Linked DNA regions of Mus musculus: region 2 is linked to region 1. The links are chromatin contacts, called in public targeted proximity ligation maps. All regions are on one chromosome and are shown on one strand. The core of a region is the stretch at or near the end of the contact, and the rest is flanking DNA. Distances in the headings are between cores, read along the strand shown. Region 1 has its middle 20 kb from the start of Gm32341. Region 2 overlaps Gcnt1 (glucosaminyl (N-acetyl) transferase 1, core 2).

The links.
Region 2: a contact with region 1 is called in a targeted proximity ligation map of pancreatic cancer cells. A contact is called at or near these places in 2 of 39 promoter capture datasets (liver and stem cell-derived epiblast-like cells), 11 of 484 Hi-C or Micro-C datasets (the G1E-ER4 cell line, the HPC-7 cell line, the N1E-115 cell line and 2 more) and 6 of 130 datasets of targeted methods (embryonic stem cells, pancreatic cancer cells, pro-B cells and 1 more).

Annotation. Positions count from the first base shown.
Region 1 is chr19:16,896,230-16,902,042 of GRCm38.p6, forward strand. No RefSeq gene overlaps it. Among named protein-coding and RNA genes, the nearest start is that of Gm32341, 20 kb to the right of the region's middle.
Region 2 is chr19:17,347,657-17,353,469 of GRCm38.p6, forward strand. All of the region lies in intron 1 of Gcnt1 (glucosaminyl (N-acetyl) transferase 1, core 2), which reads right to left. Among named protein-coding and RNA genes, the nearest start is that of Gcnt1, 6.1 kb to the right of the region's middle.

The DNA.
Region 1 (5,813 bases), core at 1,257-3,756:
TAATCTGTATTTTTTTAGCCCAACTTTATGTTTTTTATGGAATTCAATGTGTCAGCGTTCGCTATGTGTGTGTTTAGGGTTATAATGTCTTCCCAGTTAATTGTTCTATAATTAGAGTGAAGCCGCCGTCTTCTGATTTGCTTTCTTTTGAAGTTCATTTGTCAGATACTAGGCTGACACCTGCTTACTTCTTTGTCCCGTTTGTTTGGAATACCTTTCCCCATCTTCTTTGAAGGTAAAATGTGTTGCTTGAAGACAACAGAAAGATGGATTTTATTTCTTAATCCATTCTCTAAGCTGTGCCTTTTTGTTCAGGACCAGAGACCAGGCATATTTAAAGCTGGCCATTGACTGCTGCTAGTTTGGTTTTTGCTACTCGTGTTCTTAGTTCTGTTTTGTGTTTCAGTGATTATTGATTCTCTCCTCCTCTTGTTTCTCGATTTAAAGACTATTTCCGGTATGCTCTGCAGAGCTGGTTTGGTGGACAAAAATCCTTTTAGCCTGTTTATAACATAAAAAGTCTTTTTTTTTTTTTCTTAACTGTGGCAGATAATTTTTCTGGGTACAGCATTAGGCTGGAATCTGATCTTTCAGAACTTGAAGTGTATTGCTCTAGGGTCTGATGGAATTTAACTTTCCACTGAGGAGTCAGCTGCCGTTCTGTTAGGTTTCCCTCTAAGTGTGACTTGTGTTTTTTCTCTCACAGCTTTCAGTATCTTCTCTTTGTTCAGTAAATTTAGGTTTTTAACTATGATGTGGGGAGTTTTCTTTTCTTCTTTCTTTCCTTTCCTTTTCTTTTCTTTTCTCCTTTTCTTTCCTTTTCTTTTCTTTTCTTTTCTTTTCTTTTCTTTTCTTTTCTTTTCTTTTCTTTTCTTTTCTTTTCTTTCCTTTCCTTTCCTTTCCTTTCCTTTCCTTTCCTTTCCTTTTCTTTTCTTTTCTCTTCTTTTCTTTTCTCCTTTCCTTTTCTTTTCTCATTTTACTTGAAATTCCGTGTACTTTTTGTATCTCTGTGGGTAGATTTTTCATTACTCTAGGAATGTTTTCTTCTATGATCTTGTTGAAGATCTGCTCTATGTCCTTGGCATGTAGTGGTTCTTCTTCTTTGGCTATAATTCAATTCAAATAGTCAATCTTTTCATGGTATCCCATACTTCCTACATGTTTTTTCCCTTTGTTCTATTTATTTGTTTTTTAAATATTATTTGCTCAAGTGGTTCAGTGCACTATCTTCAGTTTCTATATTCTATCTTCTTCTTGATCCTTTCTACTTGCAAAGCTTATCCCTGGGTTTTAAAATTGGGTTCTGATGTATGTCATTTCAGTTTGAGTTTTCATCAATAGTTCTGTCTTTTTACTGGATTTCCTTTCCCATTATTGTACTGTTTTGATTATTTTACTTAGCTATGTGCTTATGTCTTCATGGATGGCATTCCGGCATTTAGTATTATTCTCTTTAAGTTCATTGAGCTGTTTGCATTTTCTTTAAAGTCCTTGGATTCTTTGGTGAAGTTTGTTATTGTTCTTCTAAGTTCTGTGTCCTGGGGCTCATTTAAGTAATTCTCACTGGAGAACATTCTATAGGAGTGGTAGGTTGTGTGTGTGTGTGTGTGTGTGTGGGGGGGGGGGGGCTGAGGTAATGCCTTGTCCTTTCATATTCCTTGAGGGGTTTTTGTTTGTTTTGTTTTTGTCTTTGTTTTTGTTTTGGTGGTGAGACCTGGCATGTGACTTCTTTCATTGGTTGAGCATCGTCTGATGTGAGATTCTAGGCTGCCACTGTTAAATGGAAGTTTGCTTTTGTTTTTGTTGTAGCCCAAGCCTGACTGACTTCTGATTAGGTATGAGGAGTTGCCAGGCCAATCATTCAGACACCTAGCGTTGATTTTGGACTGGAGGAATGAAGTGAATCCAATTTAGTGTAATTAAAGAGGCATATGAAGGGGACAAGTGGCCAGGTCTGCTTGTGGTGATGTACAAGCTGTGGCATCTGAGCTTCATCCCGAGTATAGAGATCACATGGAGGGTCCAGAGTCTTAGATACTTACAAGGCTAGGCGTGCATGTAGTCTTCATGACCAAGGCTAGGTCTGAGGGCAGGCAAAATTTCCACAGACTCATCAGGCTGGGCCAGTGCACAAGTATATAATTAAGCTAGGTCTGGGAATTTATGAGCATGGGCTAGGGTCCAGGGAGCACACTAGACTGAACCACAGCACAGGATGTGCAAACTGGGCTAGCTTGGATGTTGGATATGGCATAGGCTAGCTAGGGTTAGAAGGACTTAATAGTTTGGACTGGCATACAGCATGTGTGATCTAGCCCAGGCCTGGAGGTTGGATATGGTGCAAGCATGCTTGAATGAGGTAGACTTTTCTAGAAGACCTGAATTTGGCCTCTGTGGGCTCATGCAGATATGAAGCACACAGAAAGTTGCACAGAATCACATACATATACTAAACACATATTTTTAAAAAAGAACTCGCCCGATTGGCCCTGAGTCACCAGGGTGACTAATACTCTCAATTCTCTGTGACTCATTGTGGCTCATGCCTTCTGCGGCTGCCTGAGTCACATATTATCTTATGCTTGTCCCCAAAGTTCTTTGTACAGATTGCCCTTGCTCTTGTATTTACATGGTTTTGTCAAATATTATGTGACTTGATGATTCTATGGAAGCGGGGAATAAAGGATTGCTTCTATGAAAACGAATTCAGATGCTTAGAATTGCAAAACTGAATTTTCCAGGAAAAGCTGCTTTGGGTAGGAAGAGCTGATTTTTGCCAATACTGACTAAGAAAGTACTTTGCCACAGAGTTAGAGCCTTAGCACCCCACCCCAAACCCTACTGCTTTTTGTTCTGAGACTAAGTTGACCTGGCTGGACTTGAGATTTATGCTGTTGTCCAGGCTAGCCTCAAACTTGCCATCTTCCTGTGTTAGCATCCAAAAGAACTGGAAGTAGAAACTTGCACCACTAAACCTAGCTGGAAAAAAATTAAACTAGGAAATCTATCTATAAAGATGTTGCTATCATGTTCCTTTAGAAGGCTGTTGTTGTAAAGGCAGGAGCACGAAAACAGACAAAACAAGGCAGGATGCTCCAAAAGACTGGAGGGGGAGGCCAGACTACACGGCCTTAACCCTGACTTCATGCTACTGAGTATCTCAAAGAATTTCTCTTGGTTTCTAGAGTCAGAAGCCAATGATAAAATCTGGAGTTGGTTTACACATGCGTACATATGAAGTGTCTGAATTGAAAATAACAGTGTTAACTGAGTGTGGTGGTAGATACCAGTGGTCTCTGTACTTGGGAGGTGGAGTCAGGGAAATCAGGAGTTCAAGGTCAGGGTGGGATACACGAGGCTGTCTCAAGAAAACAAACCAACACAAAAGGGAAAGATAAATAAATTTACAGAAAATACATAGAGTGTTTGCATTGTATATGCTTTTTTTTTTTTTGTAATTGTCCAGGAACCAGGTAGTTTTAAGTTCCTCTGCCCTTAGGTTAGGGTACGTCTTATCCAGTAGGAATCATATCCTATAGAACTCAAACTTCTCAGGCATGTTAGATAAAGGATTAAACATCAGAGACTTGAACACAATTTTCTGCAGCAGGGAAAGAAACTGCCTTCCTACTACTGTGCTCAATGTGCCACTGGGGGGCAGGCCGGCCCCATCAGTCCTGGTCCTCACCTGGCTCCTTTTTATACAGAGAACCAAGAAACTCTCAGCGATGCTTGGTCCACGGAATGAAATCTCCTTGCCCACGTGGTTTAAGTAGACTAGCGCCACAGGTGATAATACTGAGCTGGCGCGATGCTTGAAGCTGTGCAGGTAAATAAAAGGGATACGGGGAATGTCTGCGAGGGACATCACATCACACAGACTATTAGGATCCATCTGGGCCACTTCCGGCTCAGGAAAGCTGCCTCACTGTATCAGAGGTGCAGAAGAAGGCGCTGTAGGTACGCGGGCGATCTTCTCAGAGAGAGAAAGGTCCACCAGGAGTATACCTCCCATTCCTCGATCTGGGTCACCCCTATAACAGATTGGTTATTGAGGACGCTGATCGCCAAATGTCTAGGTTGGTTCTCTGTCACTCTTCCTTGCTTTGACTAGGAACACTTATTTAACTTTCCCAAGTTCACCAATGCTTTGTTTGAAAGATTAAATGTAAGAATGCATGAGAACCATGAAGGCTGGCTCCTAGCACCTTTAAACGGTCTACTGAAAGGTTAGACAAAACAAAACAAACACCACAAATCTGTGAAATCTTTAAAATCCTTACGTTTTTTTTTTTTTATGCTCAGGGTCCATGACTTTCACCAAACCCTAATGTAGTGTGGGATTAAAACCAAAGCAAAACAGGATAAATGTAAGGCTTTGTCTTTCAAAGCACTGTTTTTCTCCCTTTAAAAGACCTCATTTAGATCTTACTAAAATATTGGTTTGAAAGCAGCAGGTCTGAGAGGAACTCCAGAGACTCAGTAAGCTCCTGGGTGATGCTGATATGGCTGACCCACTGACCCACTCTGAGTAACGAGGGTTTAACATACAGGTCTTGATCAATCTGGAGTACTTAGTCTATTTAATGATCATAAAAATACGATTTATTTTTCTGGGTTCTGAGGGCCTGCTTTTCCTAGAAATGCTGCTGTCCTGTCTGTCCTCGGGGAAGACTTGCCTTACGGGGAAGATGAGCTCACTTACGGACACCAACCGCATACATGAAGCTAATTTCTTAACCCAATCTCCACACTGTCTTATGCCATTAGGGGCAGGATCTCAGGATATGAATTTGGTGGGCTTGCAGCATTCTGGCCACATGTGTTAAATTTCTCCCTATTGTGCAAAGGTATTGCAGTGCTCCTGGAAGCTTGAGTGCCGGCACACAGATAGCCAGCTTTGCTTTCTGGCTTTGTCCTTTCATTAATCTTGATCAATCCGTATCTGTAAGGGATTGGCTTTAAGACTCATGCATATACCAGAATCCATGGATGCATCAATTCCTTATATAAAATAACATATAGCCTACCCACATCCTCCTGTATACTTAAAAATATTGCTAGTTTAATATAAAGGTCATATAATAGTTGTTTTCTTCCCATGTGGGCTGTGGTGTCCACACATGGTGCCCTGGAGCAGAGATCATGGTGGGCATGTTTCTGCAGAGGAGCAGTTGCAGCTTGGTGTACATTGTAGAACAGAATATTGCCCCAGAGGTGCATCCTTCAGATCAAAGAGGGGCAAAACTCTTCCTTTCAGGCTTGACCAGCACTGCAGCTCCCTACCGAGGGTGCACACTTCATTATATGTGGGAAGCCACATGTGCCATTGCTACCGCTGGCCACCACACATACATAGGCAGTAAAGTTTTTGCCAAGATGAGGTTTTGAGAATTAACCAATCAGATGAGAGACAAGTTAACCAATCAGATGAGAGACAAGTTAACCAATCAGATGAGAGACATGTTAACCAATCAGATGAGAGAGGTTAACCAATCAGATGAGAAAGAAGTTAACCAATCAGATGAGAGACATGCTAACCAATCAGATGAGAGACATGTTAACCAATCAGATGTGAGACATGCAAATGAGGTGGTAAGCATAACCCATGCATAACCAATCCGGGTGTGAGACATGCCTCTCCTAGGCCTATATGAGCAGCACCAGTTCTGGGCTTGGGGTCTCTTCACCTCTGCAATCAAGCTCTCCCAATAAACGTGTGCGAAAGGATCCTGTTGCAGCGTCGTTCTTGCTGGTGAGTCAGGGCGCGTGCAAGAATTATAGGACAGGGCATGGGGGATACATTCAGTGAC
Region 2 (5,813 bases), core at 1,890-4,389, 450 kb after region 1:
CTTTACTATCAACAACAAATAATTCTGTACCAGTCAACTAGGCTTTTCAAAGATATATTAGTAGAATTTATTTCGATGTGAAATATTAATGGCCATGATCAATCTATCAATCTATCTTATAATGTAAACTTCTCATGAGTCTATTTAAAATACATCTTTGTGTGTATGTGTGTGTGTGTGTGTGTGTGTGTGTGTGTGTGTGTGTGTGTGTTCAAGTATAGGAACACACAGAGGCCAGAGGCATCTGATCCCCTGGAACTAGAGTTTCAGACCATCCATCATGAGTTGCCTCTCGCATGGGTACTAGGAATTGAACTATGTCCTCTGCAAAAGCAGTAACCACTGAGCCATCTTTCCAGACGACTACTCACTTCTTGTTTGTTTCAAAATCATATCTACCAAAAAAAGAGTTCCCCTCACAATGGGAGTGATTTAGCACTAAGAACACACTTCCTCTAAATGTTAGACATACCTATGACACTAAAGCACTTGATGCAAAGACAATTATGTAAGTTTGTTTTAATTTTTTAATATTATTTTCTGTGTATGAGTGTTTTGTCTGCATATATCTCTGTGTATCACAGGCATCTGAGAAGGTGGTGAGCCTCCATGTAGATGCTGGGAATTGAACCCAGGTCATTTGCAAAAACAAGTGCTAGTAACCATGAGCAAGTTCTCCAGCCCCATGTTTTTGTTTTTTGGAGTTTTTTTTTTTAATGCATTTTTTTTTTTGTCACAGTTTATGTTCAGGGAGTTTAGAAGTTTGCTGTTACATTCTATATAATTTATTTCAAAAATATTTCATCAGAAAGATGAATTTATATCAACAGTAAACATTTGTCAAGCATACCAGAGGTCCTGCGTTTGATCCCTAGCAGTGTATAAATGTACAAAAGTATGCACACATACACACACACACACACACACGTCCGTCCCCCCCAGAAACAGAACTCCCCCCACAGAGACAACCCCTCACACACACATACACATACACTCATGCTATAAGACATACAAGTGTAGATTAGGAAAGGCCAAACGGCAACTACAGGAAGGTTTCTTAAGTCCTAAAGGCTCTATTAATCAGAGAAAGGAATTAAAACCTCGTTCTCACTGTCGAATTCTACCTTACAAATTAACAAATTGAGGTCTAGTGCTCCAACTGTTGCAGGTTAGACATACATCCTGCCAGTTCTGCATTCCCCTTACAATGACAAGCAAGCAATCCTGGCAAGTGTGACAGTGCCCTAGGCACATTCTTAGGTCCAGTGACCGATTCCAGAAAATTCTTAACTACCTGACTCCAGCTGAATCCTGCAGCTGGCCTTTCACAGAAGGCTTAATCAGAGCCCACACTGGTAACAGCATTGACCTGAGACTTGCTTTTCAATGTTCACCTTTACCTGTTCTCTCACTGCTGCCCGGATAGCAGGCGCACTCACCGATGGGCTTACACAGGCAAGCAAAATGGCTTAGGCTGATTCTCAGCAACAAACAGCATGTGACCACTATGTGACAACCAAAATGGCATAGGTTGATTCTCAACAATAGCATGTGACCACCATGTGACAAAAGGAGTGGATGATAGAGTAAAATATCACATTGACATTTAAGTCATTATAGCCTTGCCACATGTTTACATGGGAAGTTTTTATTTTACTTTTGGGCAGAGCTGGGCATCAAAATTGAGGTCTTCCACATTCCAAGTATTCCATTGAGCTATACACCCACCCCATAAATACACTTTAATTGACAAATAATTGCATTTATGAGCACAATGATATACATGAGAGGTAATATAATAATATAGTATAGTATATTACATATATTACATTAGATATATTACTATATATAAGATTATATACTACATATAATACATATTATATATTTCAGGATAACCCACTGTACCAATCACTCTTCACAGTCTGATCATTATGTGTGTACATGTTCACATGTATGAGCAGGGTACACAGACATGTGCATGTAGAAACCAGGTCAATATCAGGTATCTTTCAGTCAGTCACTCCCCTGCTTATTTTTTTGGAGGCATAGTATCTCACTGAACCTCAAGTATGTATGCAGATTCTGCCCAGCTAGCTCCTTGGATCCACTAATTCCTCCCTAAGCCCAGCTTAATTGCTGTGATTATAAGCCTGAGGCATCAAGGTGGGGTGCTTCTGTCAGGGTCAGTATAATACTTGCTCGACAAGCATGAAGACCTGAGTTCCACCCCCAGAAAACATGTTAAGGAAAAGAACAAAAGGACGAGGAAGCTAGACACAGTGACACACTTTTGTAATCTCAGCACTGAAAAGAAAGAGACAAGCAGATCTCTGGGGCTTCTCTGGGGCTCCTTAAATAGCTAGCCTAGCCAAGTCGAACCTAGCCTTATCACCAAGCACTAGGTCAATAACAAACTCTATCTCAAAAATGTAAGTGTAGCCAGGCATTGGTGGTATATGCCTTTAATCCCAGTACTCTGGAATCAGATACAGCAGAAGCAGTTGAGTTCTGAGTTCAGAATGAGTACTAGGGCAGCCAGAGCTACACAGAAAAACCCTGTCTCAAAAAATCCAAAACAAACAACAAAAACTTTAAATGTAATGTTTCTAATGAATGGCACTCAAGATAGTCCTTTGGTCACCTTGGCAAAATTGCCAAGACCCATGTCAGGTGTCACTGACATTAGTCACCCAAGCACAGGCTGAAAGGTAGGAAGCAGAGCTCAGTGCAGGGCAGACACTCACTCAGCTCCACATGGTCGCCACAGCAGCTCCCAAAGTCCTGTCAGAGACCACTAGTGGAATTTAAGAACAGGAGTTGGCAGACACAAAGGTTCTTGGGGGAAGACTACAATATATCCAGATTGGATGTGGGCTTCTAAAGGGAGAGTGGTACTTCTTGTCTTTACGGTGGCCATAGACAAGATTTTGGTGGCATATGAAGTAACATATCAAATGGTTCACTGTTTACAAAACGACATCGGAAAAACCCTAGGTCACCAGGATAGCAGGGGAAGCTAAGACGTTCAGTGTAAACAAAACACTGTGACTGGTCCAGAAAGTTTCCAAGGAGTGAGACCACACCCTAGGTCCAGAAAGGAGTGAGGCCACTCTCCGGCCCACCTACATTCCTTACCCCTCACCCGTATCTCCACTGTCTCATCAAGACAGACTGAGGTGGGACCCTGTAGTCCATCACGGGCCCCACCTATAGTGAGCAGGGTTTCTGTTCACCTCTTCCCGGGACAAATTAACTCAACAGCAGAGAACACCATTCCAAACAGTTTTTCCTAGAGCTCAGTCATGGACCTTGGCACCAGAAAATACTCCAACAGGCTGGACTGCCGTTCAGTAGAAGAGTGCTTGTCTTTTATGAATCCAATCCCTGGCACAGCAAAATTAATAGTTTTTAAAAAAGAAGAAGCTGTTTTTAAAAAATACACTTTCAAGAAAGAAATACACTACTTCAGAAACAAACTCAGCTCACGATCTTGCTTCTTTCTTTCGAGCAAAGTGAGATGAAGTCTTGAGTCCCAGATATAAAACATCTTCATCCCTCCTCCCTCTCCTATCACAGGACCACCCCTGCCCCCGACATCCTTATCATCTCTGGAATTTGGCCCCACCTTCTATTTCCCCATACCTTATCCGCCAGATTTTATCTACCAGACTTTTCCAGAACAAATAAACAAATGTAATGTCTCCCAGCTCAATTCTGACCAGACCAAACAAAAACAAAAGCAAACAAAGCCCCAGAAAGCACAGACAACAGGTTTTCCGCCTACCCTGAATGTGTACCTGGTTCCTATGAACACTGGCGTCCCAGCACAGGGAATGGTCTATAGCTGCCGGAAAAGACCCTTCCTCTCTGTGGAGGCTTTAATACTCAGGTCTGCAGACACTTCCATCCTAGATCTTTCTAGTTGCCAGCTTCTCCGCTCCATTTGGTTGTTTCACAAGCAAAACAGCTCCAAAGGGGAATCAACTTCTCTCCCCAACCTGGTGCCAACCTCATCAACCCTTCCACCTACCTCCCACCACCCCCCCAGTGCTTCCAGCACCATAAATGCTGCTTTCCGTACCCGAACCCACCCCACTCTCATGTCCACACCGCAAACGTCTGAGTCATCTTGCTACCCCCCGACCCCCATCAACAGTATTAGTTAATCACCACTATATTTCTGATTTCAACCACAAACCAAGTCTCATTCTCTCGCCTATTATAGTTCATCCATCACACTATTGGGTGACTGTAGGGGCACTGGGTGGCACTGTTTGCTAACAGCCACTCTACCCTCCTGGGTGGCTGAACATGAGTGCACAGGCTGAGCTACATGGCTGTCTGGATGAGGAATTGAAGCCTCTTCTCACACTGGTGCCCGACAAGGGTGCCACGAGTACCAGCAGTACCCACCCCTCAAACAGTGCCCTTCACAGCTGTGGTATGAGCCGGGCATGGTGGTGCACGCCTTTAATCCCAACACTCGGGAGGCAGAGGCAGGAGGATTTCTGAGTTCGAGACCAGCCTGGTCTACAGAGTGAGTTCCAGGACAGCCAGGGCTATACAGAGAAACCCTGTCTCGAAAAAACAAAACAAAACAAAACAACAACAACAACAAAAAAAACCCAAAAAACAAAACAAAAAAACCAGCTGTGGTATGATCATTTGACCCCCCCCCACCCCAGATCCCAGCAGTGGGTATCACCCCTACCATCACATCCCAGATTCTACAAATGACCCAAAGGCTTCATCCCAATCATTTTCCTCTTGAGCACAACACTCTTCTCCTAGAAACCTATCCCCTTACTTATCTGGTTGCTTCCTGTTCACTTTTTGGATATGTTAAATAGCAAACACAACTTGCAGCGAAAGAGATCTTGCAGGTCTCCCCTAAACCATGGAAGGGGCCCTTGCTCAACAAACAACACCCAGTGCTTTTCAACAAACACCACCACATAAGATTAGGATAACCTATGCAACTAAGTGGGTGCTTGTCTGCCTTTCTCTAGCCAACAGACTCAAGGATGCAGTGAACAGATGCAGAAACATTCACTGTGTCATGATGGTAGCTATAGACCCAGAGCCAACAATACCTGTCTCAGTAAACTCCTGCCTGAACAAGCAAGGAGGGTACCCAGCACCCCAAGGAAGGAAGGCTACTGAATTAACAAAAGAAAAGCAAATCTTGGGGGGATTTCTTAGGAATTTCCTAACTGGATGGAAAATTACAGACCAATGACTCAGGAACTCCATGAGGGGCTGCCCAGAGGAGTGGGGCCTGCCTAAGTGGAGCAAAGCCCTGGGTTTGCTCCCCGCCTGGCACAGAGAAAAACAAAAACAAGAGATTCCAGTGTTTGGTGGTAGCGCCATTGCATTTGGGGGAGAGCCACCATCCTCCATTTAGTTATGGAGAGAGCTTTATTGGAGCCAACTTCTCTTGATACACAACCTGTGTGTCCATCACAGAGGGGCCCTTAAATACTCTGTTGCCACCAGCCTAAGTTTTTTACATTTTAAACAGTCTTTCAAATTATGTACCTAGTCGTGAGTTCTACAAATTACTTCCTGAAGGAGCCAACTCCAACCAATTCCTGGATAAGAATCCACCTTTCATAGCCTGGGCTAGGCTTTTACCTCTCTGTGCTTATTGATCTAAGGCCTAAAAAGGGGTCACAATACCTTCCCATATCTGTTACTACATGTATTTTAAGGTGTCCTCTTCATTAGCTGTTGGGTTCTCAGACTACAGAACTGCACAGCAGAATGCTGTTGGCTAAACGTTGATTCTCTTCTACCATATGGGATCCTGGGAT